Regions from separate parts of the Bicyclus anynana genome. Here region 1 is linked to region 2. A link is a contact called in public Hi-C data. All regions are on one chromosome and are shown on one strand. Each heading gives the region's core, a stretch centred on a gene start, on an enhancer-like site or on the middle of the called end of the contact. The rest is flanking DNA. Distances are from core to core; before and after follow the strand shown.

Evidence for each region. Hi-C and Micro-C count contacts between places; a contact is called where the count stands out from the background.
Region 1: a contact with region 2 is called in a Hi-C map of whole body, with 2.3 times the contacts expected there. The contact joins the promoter of LOC112046916 here to the enhancer-like site in region 2. A contact is called at or near these places in 2 of 2 Hi-C or Micro-C datasets (whole body and whole larva).

The regions. Positions count from the first base shown.
Region 1 is chr21:5,932,173-5,935,090 of ilBicAnyn1.1, forward strand. LOC112046916 (steroid hormone receptor ERR2) reads right to left here and starts at 1,318. Exons shown (of 9, transcript XM_052888074.1): 1 at 940-1,318. It overlaps LOC112056836 (transmembrane emp24 domain-containing protein bai), which reads left to right and starts at 1,719. Exons shown (of 5, transcript XM_024097327.2): 1 at 1,719-2,046. The coding sequence starts at 1,870.
Region 2 is chr21:5,896,039-5,898,779 of ilBicAnyn1.1, forward strand. The region is part of intron 2 of LOC112046916 (steroid hormone receptor ERR2); the gene reads right to left. Among protein-coding and RNA genes, the nearest start is that of LOC112046917, 36 kb to the left of the region's middle. Within about 2 kb of position 1,318, at least 8 of the 8 cell types and tissues checked have open chromatin away from gene starts, as enhancers often do.

The sequences.
Region 1 (2,918 bases), core at 68-2,567, 36 kb after region 2:
CTTGACATCATACCAGAACGCTAATATGCTATGCTTGGTACATCTTCATTAATCCTCATTATTAGTATAATGAAAATGCATAAAATTTGGAAAGACAGGAACATCTCCTTAAACACAAAAATTCGTCTTGTCCGGTCTCTAATCTTTCCAATATTCACATATGCAGCTGAGACATGGACTATCAAATCAGCTGATCGGCATCGCATAGATGCCTTTGAGATGTGGTGCTGGCGAAGAATGCTCCGTATTCCGTGGACAGCGCATAGGACCAATGTATCGGTGTTGAAACAACTCAACATCTCGAAAAGACTTTCCACCGCCTGTCTTCAGAGGATCCTTGAGTACTTCGGTCACATTGCCAGGAGAGAAGGAGATAACCTAGAGAAACTTGTTATCACTGGCAAAGTGGAAGGAAAGAGACCTCGGGGACGTAGCCCGATGCGTTGGTCAGATCAAATCCGCACCACTCTCGATACAAAAGTACACGATGCTCTACAAGTCGCGAAAAGCCGAGCCGCATGGCGTGACATCGTGCGGAAAAAAGTTATGAATGTGTGATAGGGGTCACGACCCTCAGTAATGAGGAACACGACGCGGAGAGAGAGATTAGTATAATGTTTAAGAGCCTACTACAGTGCCAAACCTCCTTAGTATCTCCATAGGAGAGGGGATATTGAGCTTAGACCTACCTCACTAGTCTAATGTGTTTTGGGTTACTGCTTTATATAGACCCATATTGATGCATGCTCAAAATGTGGGTCATAAGCATGTAGGTTAGAAGATAATAAATGCGCGTAACACTGTTTACAAGAAACATTGCGTTGAATTATTATAATGCTAGTAAATTCTTAGATAGTAAACCTACAGTACTTATTCAGGGTTATTTAACTTATTATGTAAACATAAACATTTCAATAAGACATTGATAATACCACTTACTGTAACAATCCTTGGCAGTTTTATGTTGATAACATTGAAAACTACACAAATATTCTTAATTGCTGAAGTAATTTAGCGGAAAACCTATTTTATCATCTGTCAAATTAACTTCGAAGATACGAAAATGTTGTGTAAATTAAATACATTTCATTATTTTCAAACTTATACAGTGTTTAAAGACAAATCTTATGACAAACATGCAAAAGTATGAATTTATTTAAAAATGTAATAGAATAAGAAATTATTGCGTACATAAAAAATTGGTTGGAAAAGTTGTTTTTCATAACAAACAAGGTTAGAAAATTGACGTTTGTTCTTTTTTTACTGTATCAGGTTTTTTGAGTTTTGATTCCAGCTTTTCTGATTGCTTAGTGTTTTTAGCGTTACAAATGAGAAAAAAATAGAACAAAGAGTTATTTACTTGAAGTCTCTTTATTAATTCACAGGCCATAATGTATAATTCTAATATTCAAGATTCAGACACACAAGTCAATGGTTATCAAAGATAGTGGGTAACACAGATCACTATAGACTAGGTGGGTAATTATAAGGTAAAGGAGTTAGAAGGACAGGACATAAACGTGAAGTCACGCATCGCAGAATCTTTCATACCCAACACAGATCACTATAGACTAGATACCCAGTCTCAGACGAATTGTTCTCTTTACTTTTGGGGAATTTTACTTCGATTTCTGGGGAATTAAGAAAGTGGGTATTGGCAGCTCTGAACAAACATAATAAGTGTTAATGGCAAGGGCAACATTACATTTGTCTATTATTTTTCTTTGCGACAACCATAGCGACAACGTTTCTCTTTTTTTGGGCCAACTCATCGGTCTTTTTGACACTGAATTATGTTTGTTTTCACATTTTAAAAGTTATGAATTGTGAATTAACTACTGGATAATAATAGAAAATACAATTTCTGACATGGAGGTGCACTATCTCGTATTGTTTTTGAGCGTTTTATGGCACGGCTGCGACTGTCTAACGTGGAGCCTAGTGCCGAATACCCAAAAGTGTCTGAAAGAAGAATTGCACGCTAACGTGCTCGTCGCTGGAGAATATGCGGTAACAGAAGTCGGCGGTCAAAGAGTTGACTATATTGTAAGTTATCCTTTGTGTTTATTAAACATACGGTCGGTCAAATCACAAATTGTAGGTTGCTCTTAATTCGTCGGTAATCATTCATTGTTGGCCGAAACTCTGGTGTAATATAGCATAAAAATATAAGTTGACCGATTTTCATTTTCATTCCAAGAATATACAACAGACAGAACTCTCTAAACAGATCATACACATAGTATTTTGTATAGATACAATACACATATCTACAATATGTTTTTTATGAACACAATATTACAGTTCGTTTTATGTAGGATGGTGCGGGTGACAGTTCGTTTCACTCTTGAAATTTTGCCCAGATTCACGATAATAGTATGTATTATGAACGTCATACATGCGTCTGTCACCTTACCCATGCTATCTGAAAACATTTTACATTCAAGTTATTTATTATAAAGATGATCTACCATCGTCGTCATCAACCCATATTCGGCTCACTGCTGAGCTCGAGTCTCCTCTCAGAATGAGAGGGGTTAGGCCAATAGTCCACCACGCTGGCCAATGCGGATGCTTCACACACGCAGAGAATCAAGATAATTATCTGGAATGCAGGTTTCCTCACGATGTTTTCCTTCACCGATTGAGACACGTGATATTTAATTTCTTAAAATGCACACAACTGAAAAGTTAGAGGTGCATGCCCCGGATCGGATTCGAACCCACACCCTCCGGAATCGGAGGCAGAGGTCATATCCACTGGGCTATCATGGCTCTTATCACGGATCTACCATGCTAAAAGTTTATTGGTTTGCAGTACATCTTTGTTTATTCAGCTGTAAAATTACTAAACTAAATTCAAAGGAGAAGAACTTTACTAAAGTAATGTTATCATTTCATTACTGACTTGTTACACA
Region 2 (2,741 bases), core at 68-2,567:
GATATAAAAAAAGAGCGAGCGATAGGAGACATTGCGATAATACTTCGGATAGCGAAAATAAAATTATCTATTTATGACAAAGTTTCAAGGATGCGGTGGGTTCAACGCACTTTTGACATTGTCGGCTTTCCGATAAAAAATATGTCGTGACGCAACCGGCGTGACTTTTTAAACAAACCGAGCGCTTATCGCGCAAGACCTATATATTATAATACACTATTTCATAATGATAATACCATTATGCGCAAATGTGATTTATCGAATGTACTCTTATATGCTTTTAACACATTACGTGTTATTAGCACATTTTTAACTGGGTCCAACGCAAAATGCTTACGATTATATCACCCCGAAAGGCACGGGTCGGTTATTAGGTAGGATAGCAATAGGTTATGTGTTTTTCTTTATAATATATGAGAAACTATATTGTACCTACCTAACCAATTTAGTAAAATTTTATGTGATAATTAATTTTATTTCAATGTAATTCTCGTGACAACTCATGTTAATACCTGTTATAGGAAGACTAATAAAAATATGAAATCTTCGAAAAAATACGACCTAAATCATTTTGCGTGTGTAACTATGTGTAGAGAAGAAAAATTCTAAGCGAATTTTCACTGTATATAGTAGGCACAAGATAAAAGTTTGTTTTTTATAACAAAAATTAATCATGAAGGAAAGTCCGAAATCAAGCCTCAACATCAATTCATCATCAAAAATGTTTATTTATTTACACAAAACGTATTAAGATCAACTAGATTCCATCGACAATGTTAAGATGTTCAGTATAGACTAACCGTAGTACCAGACCAGAGTACCCACTTCCTTCCGAATTGATTATAATGATGTTGTTACACTTACCTTAGCTTACACTAGGTAAGTTTTACATTAAATAGATTTAAAATATAAAATGAAACTTATTCTAATATAGGTTACAATTTTTGCAATTGTTTTTGGACAATTTAAATACTTTAAGCATTGAATTACTAGTACATAATAATTCAATGATTTTAAGGGACATTGATGTAATAATTTATGGAAATTATTGTGCAAGGTCGTTCGCTCACAGGTTATACGTACATAATATAATATAACATATGAAATGTAATAGATGTGTAGAAAAAATGTTGATCCTAAGTGCAACAGCAAAATATCCTCCGATTTAGTTACATAATTTTTGGGATTCACACTCAATGGGAGCAATTTTAAAGACTTATTCCCTTCAAAAGTAAATGAAATCGTAAATCCCGATTAATCGTTATCGGAATCGTTGCCGCACTAGACGCCGAGCCTATCTCAACAGCACGGCGGTTGTCGGCACGAGGCGGCCCCGGCGCCGCGTTTGCCCAAATTGCCATTTATCTACGAACTGCTAAGCTCGGAAGGTGAGTCCACGGGCGCGCGGTCGATGAACCACTCCGCTTGTTATTATGAATATCTATTTTGCGCCACAACACACCGAAATTCTCATGCGATTTATATCGATTTCAAGGTCTCCGTTCTACAGATTTTTTGTTCGCCATCCAAATAAAATTACTGAACATAATAAAAGTAAAAGTGGCGTGGCCCGAGTCGGTGTAAAATTACGAAACGGATACAACATATTTGTTAACCTAGGTCTTAGAAGTAACCATATTGTTAACACATCGTTGAGTTCTTGTTATAGAGATATAGAATGTCTACCTAATTGCATATTGCAGCTAATGACTTCATGGAGCTAACATTATATATTTTGAGCGAGAATATGCTTTTTTGCTAAATTTTGCGTAAAAATAACTTTTATTTGGTGTATTAGTATATTTAACAAAGTTAAAATAAAAAAATAATTGTTCTATAAAACTCCTGGCGGTCACGAATTTACCAGAAATTCTTTTCAATGCCAACGCCAATATCTTCGGATAGGTTAGGGTTACCGCATCTTCATATTACATAACTACTAGTGTATCCGATTAAGCTTCGCTTTGACTTATGTGCACTTCTTCTCTACCCCTACCCTACACCTATCCTACCCCTACCCAGTTAAAGCCGCATAACATAAACTAAATAATAGTGGTTTATGTCCTATCACCTCCCCTATAAGGAGGGAGGCCTGACCCTACATACATTGAAAGAGAGAATAGAGCGTCTTTTGTCAGATTTATAGATAAGTCGGTTAATTGTAGATTTCCTTTAAACCAACCACAGACCGTCAAATATACAACGCTGCCTGCAAACTTGACTATCTGTGGCCGGCGTTATAATATTGTATTGAAATACACCACTGTGTAAACAGATTCGTCATGGTATTATAATAATAATCAAATACATGACGCACAAGACTTTTACCTCTGCGTCCGCTCTTCATAGACGTATACTTTTATTTCACTTTGTAAATATTTAAAAAAAAGATTTTTAAACCGATTCCACAAGGAACTAAACAAAGTATTCATTTCGGACAAACACATCCCATGATCATCATCGCATCATCAACTGGGGGGTCGACCCCCCACGAGGTGGAATGTTGGTCGACCAATACTTCGCTTTCCTTTGCGTGGTCACCATTCCACCGTGAATCCTCAACGTTCTTTCGTTTTCTTGAAAAAAACCCCAACATTTTAAGTTGTTCTGTTATTCGGGACATTGATGAATAAAATAGGGATGATGACAGTTTTTTAAATTGTATATAAATTAAGAGTATACTAATAGCAAAGCAATTTTGTAAAAGTAACAGGGTATCTGCGATCATTACTTTCGGAGCT